2 separate regions of the Mus musculus genome follow, and region 2 is linked to region 1. The links are chromatin contacts, called in public HiChIP or PLAC-seq maps. All regions are on one chromosome and are shown on one strand. Each heading gives the region's core, a stretch centred on a gene start, on an enhancer-like site or on the middle of the called end of the contact. The rest is flanking DNA. Distances are from core to core; before and after follow the strand shown. Region 1 holds the start of Gm32328 (a long non-coding RNA gene). Region 2 has its middle 17 kb from the start of Halr1.

The links. HiChIP or PLAC-seq counts read pairs in DNA pulled down with a chosen protein or histone mark.
Region 2: an H3K4me3 HiChIP or PLAC-seq map of embryonic basal ganglia shows a contact between it and region 1, with 6 times the contacts expected there. The contact joins two enhancer-like sites. A contact is called at or near these places in 12 of 115 datasets of contacts at active chromatin or transcription factors (bone marrow-derived macrophages, craniofacial prominence, embryonic basal ganglia and 7 more).

Annotation. Positions count from the first base shown.
Region 1 is chr6:51,166,427-51,174,222 of GRCm38.p6, forward strand. It overlaps Gm32328 (a long non-coding RNA gene), which reads right to left and starts at 20. Exons shown (of 4, transcript XR_377663.2): 1 at 1-20. Within about 2 kb of position 4,660, at least 215 of the 459 cell types and tissues checked have an H3K27ac peak or open chromatin away from gene starts, as enhancers often do. A contact at or near this core is called in embryonic basal ganglia, where this site is marked.
Region 2 is chr6:52,116,427-52,124,222 of GRCm38.p6, forward strand. It overlaps the pseudogene Rps8-ps3. Among named protein-coding and RNA genes, the nearest start is that of Halr1, 17 kb to the left of the region's middle. Within about 2 kb of position 2,980, at least 32 of the 459 cell types and tissues checked have an H3K27ac peak or open chromatin away from gene starts, as enhancers often do. A contact at or near this core is called in embryonic basal ganglia, where this site is marked.

The sequences.
Region 1 (7,796 bases), core at 3,410-5,909:
CCACATCTTGACTATCTACAATCCCATTGGTCTGTCTTTTTCTTTTCCTCTGAATTTTTAAAACATGACTACAGATTAAAGCACTGAGGAAAATGAAACCATATCACATTTTAAAACAAAATAAAGATCATAATTTGTTTGATTTTTAGAGTCTTACTGTTTTGAATAGAATTTAGGAAGCAAAGCCTATACTTTATTACTTTTAAATACACTCACTGCCCCCAAACACTACTATGTTAAAAGCTGTTATGAAAGATGGCTACAGACGAGCACTTGATTTGGCATGATGTGGGGAATGGAGAGGCTGGCCGTATACAAGGAAGAATCAAAAAAATCTTTTTGCCAAAAAAAGAAAAAGAAAAAAATATTTTTGGCTTTTTTGAGTCAGGGTCTCACTGTTTAGTTTAGGCTAACTTCAAACTCATGGCAATCCCTCTGCCTCAGCTTCCCAAGTACTGATAACACAGGCATGAGCCACCATGGCCCCGTAAGAAGACTCAAATTTGAAAGAGACTTGGGTTCATTTTATAATTTCACTCACATAATTATAGTCATTACACACCTCTCTATCTCTGGTAAAATAAATATATAAAATAAAATAAAATAAAATAAAATAAAATAAAAAAACTCCCAAGGTCTCCTGCAATTTCTCCTCTGTGTGTGCTGTTAAAACAGGCACATGTGCACACAAGTGCACCCAGCATCCAATGAAACCACACTGAGGAGTCCAGTGATTGCCTGCCAAGGTTTACCCCAGAGCAAATATTTACTGCAGAGCTACAAAGCTTCCCTCAAGGAAGACCAAAATGGAAGCGTTTACACACGTGGCAAATACTTTATGCGTGCCTGGGCCACAAGAAAGAGATAGTTTAATAAAAACATTTATGGATTTTGAAAGCAAACACAATCCAAGAGCCTCTGCACATGTGGGAATAGATATTTCAACCTTACACGTTTTCTCCTGAAGATCTTTCCGTTGGCCACAGTGAACAAGGCCCACCGTCCTCTGGGGCTCAGCTAATCCACACCATAAAGCATACACAGCCACAAATAAAAGTATGATCTAAACAGTCCCTCCACGGAAAGGGCAGGGATGGGACCTTCTCTGTTCTTCCCATGCAGACAACCTCCAGCATCGACGATGGCTGCTGCTCATTGAGAAGTGTCGGTGTCTCACCTCACTCTGCTCCTCTCTTTCTCATGTTTACCTGTGCCTTGACCGTACCATAAAAACCAAAAAGTAGGCCTGGTGATGGTGGCACAAGTCTTTAGTCCCAGCACTTGGGAGGCAGAGGCAGGCGGATTTCTGAGTTTGTGGCCAGCCTGGTCTACAAAGTGAGTTCCAGGATAGCCGGGGCTATACAGAAAAACCCTGTCTCGGAACAAACAAACAAACAAACAAAACAAAAACAAAAACAAACAAACAAACAAACAAACAGAACCAAAAAGTAGGAAGGGATGCATGAGTGTGCTTTCCACCTCAGTTTTGTAGTCTGATGGTTCCAGCCCAGACCCCACTAAATTGTGTGACCTTCGTAGTCTAAGAATCAAAGTTTGGTGCTTAAGATTAGCATTTGGCACATTTCCTGTGTTCTGTCACTTGGACATCCGCTGCTCTTCCTTATGCTTGTGACCCTTCTTCCCCCACGTACCCAGACTACAGCCATTTAGTATGAGCGCCGAGGATCAAATGGAAATGGCAAAAGAAATCACTATAGGGAAGCTAAGAAAAGTGTTCAAGGCCCAGCCTGACAATATTTTTGGGAGAAAGACACGTGGCTCCTTGTTGTTCTATTCTTGGTCTGCGTCGCCCCCTGGTGGCCTCTCCAGAAGGAATAGGGCGGGTCGGGGCTCAGTTCCCCAAGGTTCTGGTCTGTGTCTTGAGGGATGGAGTTGCTTTTTGCAATGGTCTGGTGCCCAGTAAGTTGTAAAGAACAGGGAGCAGGGAGGGGTGGAGTGAGGCGCACGACACTGAGGGAAGATCTGAGCGGAAGGAAAGGAATTTTTTTAAAAATTGTATAGGGCAAAAGGCTCATGCTTCTCCACAAACAAAAGAACACTGGAACTAGATAAAAATGGATAAATGATTGATGGTAGATGATAGGAAGGAAGGAAGGAAGGAAGGAAGGGAGGAAGGAAGGAAGGAAGGAAGGAAGGAAGAAGGAACTATCGTTTTACAGTCAAGAAACTGAGGTCCAGAAACGGGATTTGCTGGGGAAATCAAGTTGCTAGTGACGAATCCTCCTCGCCCCTTCTGGGGTGACATTGTTGAAGGGATCACACGAAGTGGGGAAGGATTGGGGCGTCAGCAAAGGAGGGGACTCGCTCTGTAGATTAGAGATCACGGTTCCAGTCACCACGTCCCGGGGTGGGAAAAACTGAGGGGTGTTCCAGACCCTTGCGAACCCTGGGGCGCCCCACCCAGGCCCGCTGCAGGCTGACACAAAGCAGGCGCCCCGGGCGGCACTCAGGCTGGGGCGGGAGAGCTTGATTGATGGACCCCGGAGGCGGCGTAGGGTGAGAGCCGGTGCTCATCCCCGCGCTCCTAGCAAGGAAAGGCTGATTTACAGCGCCCGGCGGGACGCCGGTGAGGTCCCTGCAGAAATGAAACCCGCTCTGGGGCCCGGGGGCACTGCGGCCTTCCATCCAGCCTGGGTTTACGGAACTGCCAGCCAATCTGCCCCGCAAGCCCTGAACCCACGCTTGCCCGGAAGATGCCAAAGTCTCAGACTGAGAAGTTAGGAAGGGCAGCTGGCCCCATAGTCCTCCTCCAGGACCCTTCTCCGTTTGTTTAAAGACGCTTTTTTTTTTTCCTTAAAGCACTGAAAAAAACTCAATTCCATCCACCCCATAAAAGGGAACTATGCGTACCCAAAAATTCTTACTTAAGTTTCTAAGTGTGTTTTGTTTCGGAAGATAAAAGGCCAATAAGTTTATAGGCAGTAAAAAATAAGAAACTTAAGATTGGGACTTCTGGAGAAGTAATTCTAACTCAAAGATAGTGTTAGGCCCTCCTGTCTGTCCCCTGCAGTTTGTGAAGTTGACTCTTAGGCACCAGAGCTGAAGTAACGCAGGTTCGGGATCCAGAGATAGGGTGTAAAGTAAACTCAGTTAGGGGGCCGCAGGAGAGAGGACTAGAGAAACCACTCTAATCACTGGCTTCTAAATAAAATTCAGCAGACGGGAAACCCAAAGTAACAAGCCTATGAATCGCTATTTTGTAGGACGAGGGCCTCGTGGCTGGATTCTGAGTGATTTTTTTTAAAGTAATAAATATGCCTTTTTCAGAGTTATTTTTTGAAGACTGGGTACGATTTTAAATTTCATGACTATTAGGTATAGTGATCCAAAGCGGAGTACAGGGGTTTTTGTGGGTGGGTGAAGAGGCCGCGTGGTCAACCCGTAATATGTTCGTGGAAACTGCAGAGCTCGCCTGTCAACTTGATTTTCTTTTCTTTCTTCCCTTCTCCCCTCTGAAAATACCATTAGCTCTTAGTCTGGCCTTGGGGTTGTGGTCGCACGAACACCTCTCTTCCTGATAAGTCCAAAGAGAAAAACATATACACTGGAGGTGCCAGAGATAAAGCTTTCCCGGGGTTTCATCCTCGTGTCTTCCGCTGGAGTTGGCAAAACAAAAGCGCTGCCCTAGAAACGATACTAAAGCACAGAAAGTCCTTCCTGTGACCGAGGTCCCAACACGAATCGCTGAAAGAGCCGGGTGTGTTAACTGCAAATGTGTCCGAAAGCAGCAACGCAACCTTCGGCTCCCGGGCTGCGACCAGGCAGGCATCTGGGGAAAGGAAGAGTGGTCGTTGGAAAATTAAGCTTTCCCCTCCAACTTTAATTTCACTTTAATTCCTAAAAAACCGAAAATGACACTCCCGAAGCGCGGCCGCCTCGATCCCTTATGGCCGCCCAGTTCCCTTTAAGGAAAAGTTTTTGCAAACACTGAATGTGTAGTTTACTCTAAAACTTGACTGGGCAAAAGTCTCAAGAGGAAGCTTCCCATTAAAGCAACAACCAACAAACTGATTTTCGTAATATGTAGCTTTCTAATAGTACAAGGGTGTCCCACTTCACTCGGTTATAAAATATAAAACTGTTTGGTTATTAATTTTTCTAAATTACTTGCAGAATTTGGGGAGAGTGCTGAGAGGCAAAGAAAAGATGAGCCTTATGCCATCTGGCGGTAACACGTGGAACTTCACGACAGCCACCAAATTCCACTGACCTGTAGGTCTGAACCTACAGGGATTTCTTCACCAAACGGCTGTGTAAACTTCGTCCTCTTGAGACGAAGAAGGACGATCTTCGTTACAGAAGATTAGATTTGAGGATAAAAATATTAGCAAAAACAAAAAACAAAAACAAAAAAACGGGGATAGATTCTGAAAGTCTGTAGCCACATAGATATTTTTAAATGAACCATCATACCTCTTGGGGAATTTTTAATGATCATTTATATTCAGTGACAAAAAAGTTTAAGAAAGGCTAAAGCGAGCAGTAGAATTGAGTATTTCGTACAGTTTGGCAGTAGTTTCTGCAGTACCGGCTACTGAACACGTGGGGGCGTACTCAAGTTTCCTCTGATCTCTGGTAATATGATTCCTTCACTTATTTGCATGACTTGTTGTGATTGGATAATATGTTTTAAAAACGTCAATTATACGTCAGACCATAGTTAGCCAATCAGCAGCCTATTGTAGCGTGATTGGTTTCCACTAGAGGTGTCAATCATCCGAAATTTGCATACTAGTCCTCCAACAGGCTGGAGCCTGTCAGTTTGCTGTGGCTGCTAGAAGAGCAGGAGTCGGACGGAGAAGAATGAAAATATACTTTTGCTCTAGCAAAGCGAAAGAAAAATATCGTTTTTACTCATCGTTTCAAAAATTAATTCAGCTATATATCTACCTAATAAAATAAGGACTTTCAATGAAACAAAAATAAGCAGCTATCAAAGCCTTGGTTATTAATTTTAGGTTTGCTGCTTAAAATATCAATAAGTAGTCAAACGAATAATAAAACTCCTAAAATTAAGCTAACAATTTTTTGTTACAAATGATCATTGTCAAATTAAAAATGAATATGACATTTATAAATAAATGTATTTACAAAATACTGCTTTCAGTACATAGGCAAGCTAAAAGCTTGGCTTCGTAAGAAAAAACACAGAAAAGAGAATCTAAAACAACATTTTTTACTTTATCAATAATGACACGCTTAGATCATCCTCTCCTCCGTATTTATTTACCGTGCATTCACAGACTGGAATGCTTTTGTTTGCACATTTCTCCTCACATAAACACTTTTTTTTTAACGGAAAAAAAATCTGTAGGGCCTGTGAAGAAGTCATGGACAGTTTTAAATTTAGAAATTCGTAAAGCCAAACACTTAGATTCTCGACTAGATCTTCCAGGAATATTGTAATTTAAAACATGCCCAGCTTCACAAGGCGTTTATTATTGCCCTAAAATACGTGCAGGAAGGAATCCGCGGCCGGCCGGAGTGAGGAAACAATCCGGGCCTCTCGCTTCCAGACGCTGGAATTTGGATGCAAGCGGGCAGCGGCCCAGCGGCTGCAGCTGCAGACACCGGCCCTCGCCTCTCAAGAATTTTGTAGCAGGCGTTAACAGGCATCTACACAAACCGGGTTTGATCCTTCTGTATAAAGCCGGTCCTGGAATGATTTCCAAATTTTCCACTCAGTAGTGAGCGGACTTGTCCTTCCGCGGTTTTGTCTTTTTGTTTGTACGTATGTTTGGGGATGGGGCGGGTAGTTTTGTTTGTTTATTTGTTTGTTTGGTTTTTTTTCTGTCACTATTCTTTAGTGGCTGCACTTTTCTAATTTTCTTCCTTTACGTATTTTTTTCCTCTTTATTTATTTTTTTTCCTTCCACCCAAGCACTCTTACAGTGTGTCTTTTTCTCGGGCCTCTTCGATTACAAGCCGCTTAGAGAGCTGTGGCAGATGTGTTTGTGAGAAGCCACACAGGGCTGGAGTGATGCTGGCTATTAGTGGAGTGCCTAGGACTACGATACCTGGGACATTGAGGGCTTGAATTGTGTGCTTTTCCGGAAATGCACGAATAACACGGCTATAAAAATAAACTTCTGGCGATTTTAAGTGGATTCCTAGAGGAAAGCAAGCCTCCTATTTCTCTTTACTCCCTACCAACAGTTAGCCTGGTGAAGACCGTCCTCAGTGAATCCCTTCCAGGCCCTCCTAGAGGATCTGTGGAGGACCGGGCACAACAATCTGACTCAGCGGGAAATGCCTGCAGCTAGGACTGCACCCCACCAGTGTCAGCACCCACCACCTCGCCATAGGTCTCTTTCACCTTAGCTCTCTTCCTTCTCCTTACACCTCATTTCTTTCTTTCTCTCCCCCCCTTCCTTTCTCTCTCTCTCTCTCTCTCTCTCTCTTTCTCTCTCCATCCCTCTCCCTCTTTCTTTTTTCTATGTGTCTCTGTCTCTGTGTGTCTCTGTCTCTGTGTGTCTCTGACTGGCTCACTCATCCACGCACGCGCACTTGTTTCCCCCTGGCTGTCAATCACACCCGCACACCCTAGAACGCTTGCGCACTGGAAAAATCCAGCCTCCCACCAACCCCACGCCCTTTCTACTCGTCACCCTGCCATATTGACCAATAAGAGCATGGATCTGGGGGCGGACTTCGAGAAATAAACCAATGAGAGAGCGATTGGAAGCTAAGGCTCAAGAGAAGTAAATCCTTCGTGGTCCGCATTGAGTCGCTTGGGCGATGATTTATGCGCCCCTTTTATTATTTGTAACACTTTGGGAAGTTATTAAGAGGAAGATCTACTGCTTCCTCTTTTGGGGGTGGAACTGGATAGTAATATTTGTCACTGGCGGGTTTTAGGGTAGAGTGGTGCGAGGTGGAAGGCCGTCGGAGACTGGTTTGTTTTGTGGGTACTGTTTTTCATTACACGACAGATTACCCTTTTCATTACAAGCTGTAGACAGGGCCAACTTCGAAGGTCTTCTTGGCTGAATGATCTTGGATTACTCAGAGAGCTGAAACCTGATGCCTTTTGACTTGCCTGTCTATACCCCCGGCACTAGAAGGAGCCATTTGGGGAAGATGTTGCAACCTCTAGTTGCAAGAGAAAGTAAACAGACTCCCCTCACTCAGGTCCCCTCCCGAGCACCGAGCAAATCTCCTTGTGCTTTTCCCGCCTGGATGCTCATTAAGTCTTAGTTGACTCTGAGGCGGATGCAATAAAACATGGATGGTTTCAGAACCCCAAACAAACCGAGTTTCTGTTTTACTCTCAGCCGGACCACACCCCCTGCCTCTCCACTCTCCCCCCACCCCCACCCCCCCAAGGAAATTGCATTTTCAACTAGCGCCTCCGGGAAAGAACTGCGGGAGACGATTCCGCTCGGAAGCTTGAATGTCGGGGAGGGGGGAATAAAGAGCAGCGTGGAAAGAGCACCCCACAGTCCCGGGCCCTGGAAGACTGGAGAGCTAAGAGGACCATCCAGGAATCCGCACTACCCGGAGGTGTGATGAGCTAAGCGAAGTTAGCACTCGCCCAGAGATGAAGGCCAAGCACCTCAACCTAGCCCTCTTCCCGGGAAGGCCAGCCTCCCTGGGGGACTAGGCTAAGGGCTTTGGATGGGAAGAAAGTGCCAAAGAAAAGAAGAGTTACAGATTTGCTACCTCTGATCTCCCAAACAGAAAGTGGATGTTCAAACGTTAAACACTATTCCCGGAGGACAGGGATGGGGGAGGGGTCTTTCTGTTTCTAGACCACTGACAGGAACTCGGTAGCT
Region 2 (7,796 bases), core at 1,730-4,229, 950 kb after region 1:
CACCCTCCATCTGCAATCAGAGTGCCTCACATGTCAGAAAGCAAGTTGTCCTCCCTCAGGGCAATCTTGAAGGCTGTCAATGTTCTAGCCATGAGAAAACAAAAAATCTATATAGGACATTCCAACATGTGGAGGCCTGATAGGGCTGAAAGGCTCTATGGGAGTCTAACTAGCGCATGCTTCTCACTTGGTGGACTGGGGATGGCGGGTGGGCTTGCTTCACTGGGGAGGGGAGAGCGGTGTCTGAACCTGCCTGGGGACCGGCCACTGCTTCTGATCTAAGCCAGCAGAGCTGGGCAAACAACCTGGGTTCAAACCCAATTGCTTCAATAGCTACATTGCTTAACTGCAGTGGCTGACATGACTACCCTCCCACAGCTTCAGTTTCCTGGTCTGTAAAACAGGGGTGGGTGAGTAACAGCACTTTCCTCTGCGATGGTGCATGGCTCAGACTAAGTGATACCTGATAAGGCAATTAGGAAGTGCCTGGCACCAAAGCAGCTGTCAATAAGCATTGGCTATTACAGGACTGTTTCAGAAGGGAAGCTCGTTAGCTCATCTGGTTCCTAAGGTCCAGAGCTGTGTGAAAACAACTAAAATCTGCCCTGTACCGGCAAGCATACCAACGGACCTTACACACTCACAAACGTCTAAGAGACATTTCAAATGCTTCTGTGATTTTTTCCCCCACATTGGGGTGTTGTACCACGACAGGAATGTATAGGTCAAAGGACAACTTGCAAAAAAAAAAAAAAAAAAAAAAAAAAAAGTTTGTTCTTTCCCCCATGTAGGTCCCAGGAAGATTAAACTCAGGTCGTTGGGCCCATACCCACTGAGCCATCTGGTCAGCCTTCAAACTTTATGAACTAATTTAGATAAATCAGACGTGCATGCAGAAAGGCAGTGAATCTTGTGACTAAATATTCATATCAGAGCTGTAGTTAGCTCCAGCTGTGTCTCTCACATGCTAGGACACCTGGAACGAGTCACAGCTTTGTGTCTCTGTTCCACATCTATGAACAGAGAAGAATAAAATATCTAACAGTAAAGTAGAGACGAAGTAAGACAATGTATGTGTGGGCACAGGTTTCCATTCAGTCCTTGGCAAGTGAACAGTGCTTAATAGTTGGTTGCTATTATTACTTCATTCACTTGAAAAGCAATAGTCAGAAGAATATTTATTATTAAACTCAAGTGTTTAACCACTAAATTTGTGGTGTGTGTGTGTGTGTGTGTGTGTGTGTGTGTGTGTGGAGACATGTGTGTAGCCTGTGCACACGATGGAGATCAATGTTGTTCTTCTCTAACCCTCCCTACCATATTCCTTTGAGTCAGGGTCTCTCACTGAACCTAGTTAGCCAGCAGCCAGCAAGCCCCTTTAACCCATGTGTCTCTGCCTCCCGTACTGCTGTGGTCACAAGCGCGTGGACATGGATATTTACTTGGGTGCTTGGTGTACAAACTCGGGGCCTCATGCTTATACAGCACTCTTAAACACTGACCCACCTCTCCAGAGCCTCTTTTTATCTTAAACAATAGTGGAGATGGATCTTAGGGAGACAAGTGCTGTACCCTTCAGCTATATCCCCAGCCCCTATTCATTCGAAAGAAGGAGAGAGGGAGGGAGAGACTGAGGAAGGAAGGAAGAAAGGAAGGAAGGAAGGAACGAAGGAACGAAAGAAAAGAAAAGAAAAGAAAAGAAAAGAAAAGAAAAGAAAAGAAAAAAGAAAAGAAAAGAAACATGTCCTAAGCAGGGCTGGAGAGATGCCTCAATGGTTAAGAATGTGTTGTGCACTTTCCAGCCAGCACGGAGCCATGGGCACCTCTCAGGACAACTGGCACAAGCACTGCAAGATGGTGTGTGTGTGTGTGTGTGTGTGTGTGTGTGTGTGTAAGAGGAAACGCTACCACAGGAAGCGGAAGTATGAACTGGGACAGCCTGGGGCCAGCACTAACATCGACCCTCACACATTCCATGTTTGAGGAGGCAATAAGAAGTACCATGCCCTGAGATTGGATGTGGGTAACTTTTCCTGGCCCCTGAGTGTTGTACTCGAAAAACAAGGATCATTGATGTTGTCTACAAAGCATCTAATAATGAGCTTGTCTGCACCAAGACCCTGACAAAGAACAGCATCGTGCTTATTGACACCACACCATACTGGCAGCGGTTCGAGTCCCACTATGCACTGCCCCTGGGCCAACAAAGAAGGGGGCCAATCTGACTCCTGAGGAGGAAGAGATTTTAAACAAAAACCGATCAAAGAATACTCAAAAGAAATATGACGAAAGGAAAAAGAATGCCAAAGTCAGCAGCCTCCTGGAGGAGCAGTCACAACACAGCAAGCTTCTTGTCTGCGTTGCCTCAAGACCAGGCCAGTGTGGCAGAGCAGACGGCTATGTGCTCGGAAGGCAAGGAGCTGGAGTTCTATCTGCGGAAGATCAAAGCCCGGAAAGGCAAATAAACCATTATTCACAGCTCGTGTAATAAAGGTGTTTGCTGTTCTATATTAAAAAAAGAAATGTTGCTCTTACAGAGGACCAGAGTGGCTTACAAGTATCTTTGTCCTTTTTCTGTCCTCCACATTCACTTGCACACATCCACACACAGATACCCACCATAATTAAAAATAAAATAAATTTCTTTCCAAGTTCCCGAATGTGTACTACTTGCCAGACCCTTGAACACAGCCCTCTGTGTGCAGACAAAGCATCAGCTTTTGTCAGCTATGGCTATTGAACTCGGGAGTTTACTCTGCCAAGACTCAGCATTTCATTATTACCCACATTTATTAAAATATCTACATGATCTGACTGCAATCAGACTAAGTCAGGTAACAGCAACAGAAAAAAAAAAAAAAAAGAAAAGAAAAGAAAGCCTGTCACTTTAAGAATTTGTAACGTTGGTCCCATTAGCATTCCTCTCTGGTTTTATGCACTTGGTCTGTGCTGTGGGATGTAGCATAAATTATCTGCCTTCAGCAAAACGAACAGCTGAAATGCAGGATGGCCTGACAGTGCTTGTTAGACCATTAGCTACTGTGAGTGCTCACTGCGGACTGACTGCCTTTCAGCTGTCTCAAGAAGCCTTTAAGTGATTCAAAACCTAGAAGTCCAGTAACCCAGTATCCAAACCAGTCCAGTACTCAACAGCATGAGAGTTAGGGTTTAATTAATAAACAGCCCTCCAATGGTTATTTTAATGTAAAATATCACCACATTCCAACGTCTTTTGTATTAGTAAAAAGCCAGCCACAGTGAAAAAAAGTGAAGCAATGTTTTGGTAAAATCCTTTTAACAGATCTCTCTCTCTCTCTCTCTCTGTCTTCCCTCTGTATGTGTTAGCATGCAAGACATATATGTATATACATATGTATATATATGTGATATATATATGTATATATATGTGAGATATATATATATATATATATATAAAATAAAGTACTCAGTGTTTATTAACTGACCAATGGCAAGAATGCCACAGCAAACTCAGTGTATCCTTTATTGTGCCCGTTGATCTGGACATTCCTGTTGCCAGGATCTTTGCCTTCTACAAAATAGGTAGTATTTTTCTTTAATTTTTAAAAAGTGTATTCATGTGTGGATGTTTTGCTTGCATGTCTGTCTGTCTGTACACCAAATGCACGCCTGGTGCCTGTGGCGGTCATAAGAGTGGGTTGGATCCAGTACTAGAATTACAGTTGTGAACTGCATGTGGGTGCGGGGATTCCGGGCCCAGGTCCTCTGGAAGATCAGACTGGGTTTTTAATTTCGAGGCATCTCTCCAGCCTTTGGTAGTGTTTTTCTTTGCCCCACGTCACAGAGAAGATCTTTTGAAAGGCTTCTTTGAAACATTTCAAGCTAGCTACATCTCAAGACTCAGATCCTCTATGCAAATGATGCTTTGTTCACCAAGCCCACAGCCCTTCAAAGTAATGTTATGTTGAGAAATTCACTTTTTGTTGATGGTTTTTGCAATCAGTTCAATAACTGACTCACTTCAGGTTTGGGCGCTGTGCAGTGTCTAGTTCCCCAGTGCCCAGAGTGCCACCTGAAATGCTGCTGGACTTAACAGAGGTACCCTGAAGAGCTGGAGAACATGAAGAAGATGCAAACCTCCCAATCTTTGGCTTCACACCACTGTTCCTCGCACCACTGGACCAATGCCAGTTGGGTTCTTTAGGAACATAGAACTGGCTGGATTTGCTTACCACCCCAGCCACTTGAATCTCAGTTCTGGCTCTGGGTGTGTGATCCAGTGGTAGAACATCTGCCTGGGATGTACGCAACCCTGGATCTGAGCCCCAGCACCACAAAGACCATAAGTCCCAACTGCACACATCTGCCTATGTTTCTGGTGGCAGTGCTTGCTTTTCAGGGATTTTAAATAAATTTATTTGACAGGCACTTGATCTTCAGCTCTGAGAAACTCCCTCCCGTTCTCTCTTTCTTTCCAGCCCTTTCCATGTTCCAGTAGTAAAAAAGGTAAGAACATTTCTAAAACACAAAAACATTTAAGAGCTGGAGAGACGGCTCAGCTGTTAATAGAATGTACTGCTCTTATGGAGGAATTGAGTTCAGATTTCAACATCCAGGTTAGGTGGCTCACAATCACTGTAGCTCTAGCTGCAGGGGGCATCTGAAACCTCTGGGTTCTCTCTGCTCCTGCATTTTCATCCATCTGTACACACACACACACACACACACACACACACTTGATTACACACTCACACACACACTTGATTAAAGCATAAAATAAATCTTTAAAAAAAAAACCTGTTCATTTAGCTAAACCTTATCCTTCATATATCTCTCTCAACCCCACGTACTTTGCTTGCTCGATCTGAAACAGCTGGCCAAACTGTCTGTCATGTACCACTGGTCTTCCATGCCTGGGAGAACCCTTTTCAGCCCTGCACAGCTCAGTTCAGACACTGACATCCCTATGTCCTCACCCCCACATAGCTCTCGCCCCCAGATGTTTTCACAAGAGCTTGGAAAGAAGTGCAAGCACCCAGAGAAACCTGAGCACCAATTCATCACCCTCCTGGATCTTCCAGGTCTCCTTGCCCTTCCTGCAGGGGCTGACTTTATCTCTTCAACTCAGTTCTGAGTTCTTTGTCACACACACTGTTTTTCCCTCTCTGTGCCTGTGTCTCTGTCTTGCACTCTGTCTCTGTGTCTCTGCCTCTGCCTCTCTATGTCTCTAACTCTCACTCTGTCTATGTGTGTGTCTCTTTGCCCCCCCCCCCTTTAGGATCTGTGTTTTCTGGCTGCCTGGCTGGTCTGGAACTTGCTATGCAGACCAGGCTGGTCTTGAACTTATAAAGATCTTCCTGCCTCTTTCTTCTGAGTGTTGGTATTATAGGCATGCACCACCATGCCTGCTACTGGTCTATGCTCTCGTAACGATCAGGTAAGTGACTCTGTTTAATGCAGTCACAGTTTATGTGCTTAACAAGAGTTTAACACTCTAGCAAATAAGACAATAAATATTAAAAGACTTGTATGTGGATGGGTGCTCATATGTGTGTGGGTGTGTGCATTTGTGTGTACACACCAGAGGCCAACCTTGAGTTCTGTTCTTAGATACTATTTACCTTGTTTTATAAAATGGTATTTCTCACATGCCTGGAACTAGTCAAATAAACTAGACTGGCTGGCCAGTGAGCCCCAGGATCCACCTGTCTCTACCCTGGCTTTTTTTTTTTTCCGAGACAGGGTTTCTCTGTATAGCTCTGACTGTCCTGGAACTCACTTTGTAGACCAGGTTGGACTCGAACTCAGAAATCCACCTGCCTCTGCCTCCTGAGTGCTGGGATTAAAGGTGTGTGCCACCACTCCTGGCTTACCCTGGCTTTCCTATTATTATAGCATGTCCCACCCAAAACCAAGCTCAACTTCCTTTCCTTTCCTTTCCTTTCCTTTCCTTTCATTTCCTTTCCTTTCCTTTCCTTTCCTTTCCTTTCCTTTTTTCCCCTTTTTTCCCTTTTTTCCTTTTTTCCTTTTTTCCCTTTTTTTCCCTTTTTCCCTTTTCCCTTTTCTCCCTTTTCCCTTTTCCTTTCTCCCTTCTCCCTTTTTTCCCTTTTCCCTTCCCTTCTCTTCCCTTCCCTTCTCTTCCCTTCCCTTCCCTTCTCTTCTCTTTTCTTTTCTTTTCTTTTCTTTTCTCGTCTTTTCTTTTCTTTTCTTTTCTCGTCTTTTCTTTTCTTTTCTTTTCTTTTTCTTATCTTTTTTGGGTTTTTGTTTCTTTGTTTCTATTTTTTGTTGTTGTTTCTGGGGATTGAATTCAAGTCTTCATTTATTTTTTTTTTTAAATTTTTTTTTTTAAAGATTTATTTATTTATTATATGTAAGTACACTGTAGCTGTCTTCAGACACTCCAGAAGAGGGCGCCAGATCTTGTTAAAGATGGTTGTTAGCCACCATGTGGTTGCTGGGATTTGAACTCCGGACCTTTGGAAGAGCAGTCGGGTGCTCTTACCCACTGAGCCATCTCACCAGCCCCGTCTTCATTTATTTTTAATTAATTATTCCATTCGTTTACATCTCAAATGATATCCCACTTCCCTTACCTCTCCACCAGCCCCCCCCATCCCACATCTACCCTCCCCACTCCCTTTTGTCTGTGCTCCCCCACCCACCTACACTCTCCCATTCCACCACTACAGGATCGCCCTACTCTGGGGCATCAAACCTTCCTGGAACCAAGGCTACATATGTCTCTGGAGCCATGGATCCCTCCAGGTACATTTCTTGGTTGGTGGTCTAGACTTTGGGAGAACTGGGTGGTCAGGCCAGCCTATGTTAATTCTTCTAATGGGGTTGCAATCCCCCTCTGCTCCTCTGGTCCTTCTGCCAGCTTCCCTACCAGGTACCCTGAGTTTCAAGTCTTCATTCTTATTCAGTAAGCATTTTACAGACTGATCTACATATCTCCATTCCTGAAAGGTGTTTGTTTGTTTGTTTGGTACTTTGGGTTTTGGGTTTTGGTGTGTGTAAGAGTGTGTGTGTGTGTGTGTGTGTGTTTTAACTACTGCATATTTTATCTTAGTCTACTTGGACTTTTATTTTAAAAATAACACTTCACTGGGCAATTTATACATACATTTTATGTTATACATTTTAATCAATTTTTAAACTCTATGCATACAGTGTATTTTGATGTATTATGGTCATATTTACCCCTATTCCTCCTCTCAGGTCTACTCCCTAGCTCCTCCTTACTTCATGTCTTGTTTTTTTTAGTAGTCCACTGATGTAATTTACTCATATACTCAGGAGTATAGGACCATTCACTGGAGCATAACCCACCGACCAGAAGCCACACCCTTAAACAAAACTGACTCTCCTGCCCTCAGAAGCCATTGCTTGTTGATAGCTCCTCACCATCCATGCTGGCATGCTGACTGGCTTGAGCTTATGCAGGTCTTGTGCAGTCAAGCGCAGCTGCTGTGCCATGCCCATGAGTACATGGTACAGTTGTCCTGGCATGCCCAGAAGACACTGGTCCTCTCTGGTCCTCTCTGACCTCTGGCTCATACCCTCTTTCCACCTGTCTTTCATGATGCTCTCTGAGCCTTGGTTGAGGAAATGCGATGCTGAAGTCCCACTGGAGCTGAGCATGCCACAGCTGCTCGGTTGTTCTCTGGGCTCTGTCCACTTGTGAGTTTCTGCACTAACCACTCTGCCCAACTCCAAGAAGCTTCTCTGACGAGATCTGAGAGCTGCACTCATCTATGGTAGAGAGAGAAACTGAGAGGGCAGCTTGGCACTATTGTAAACAGAATTGATTGTCT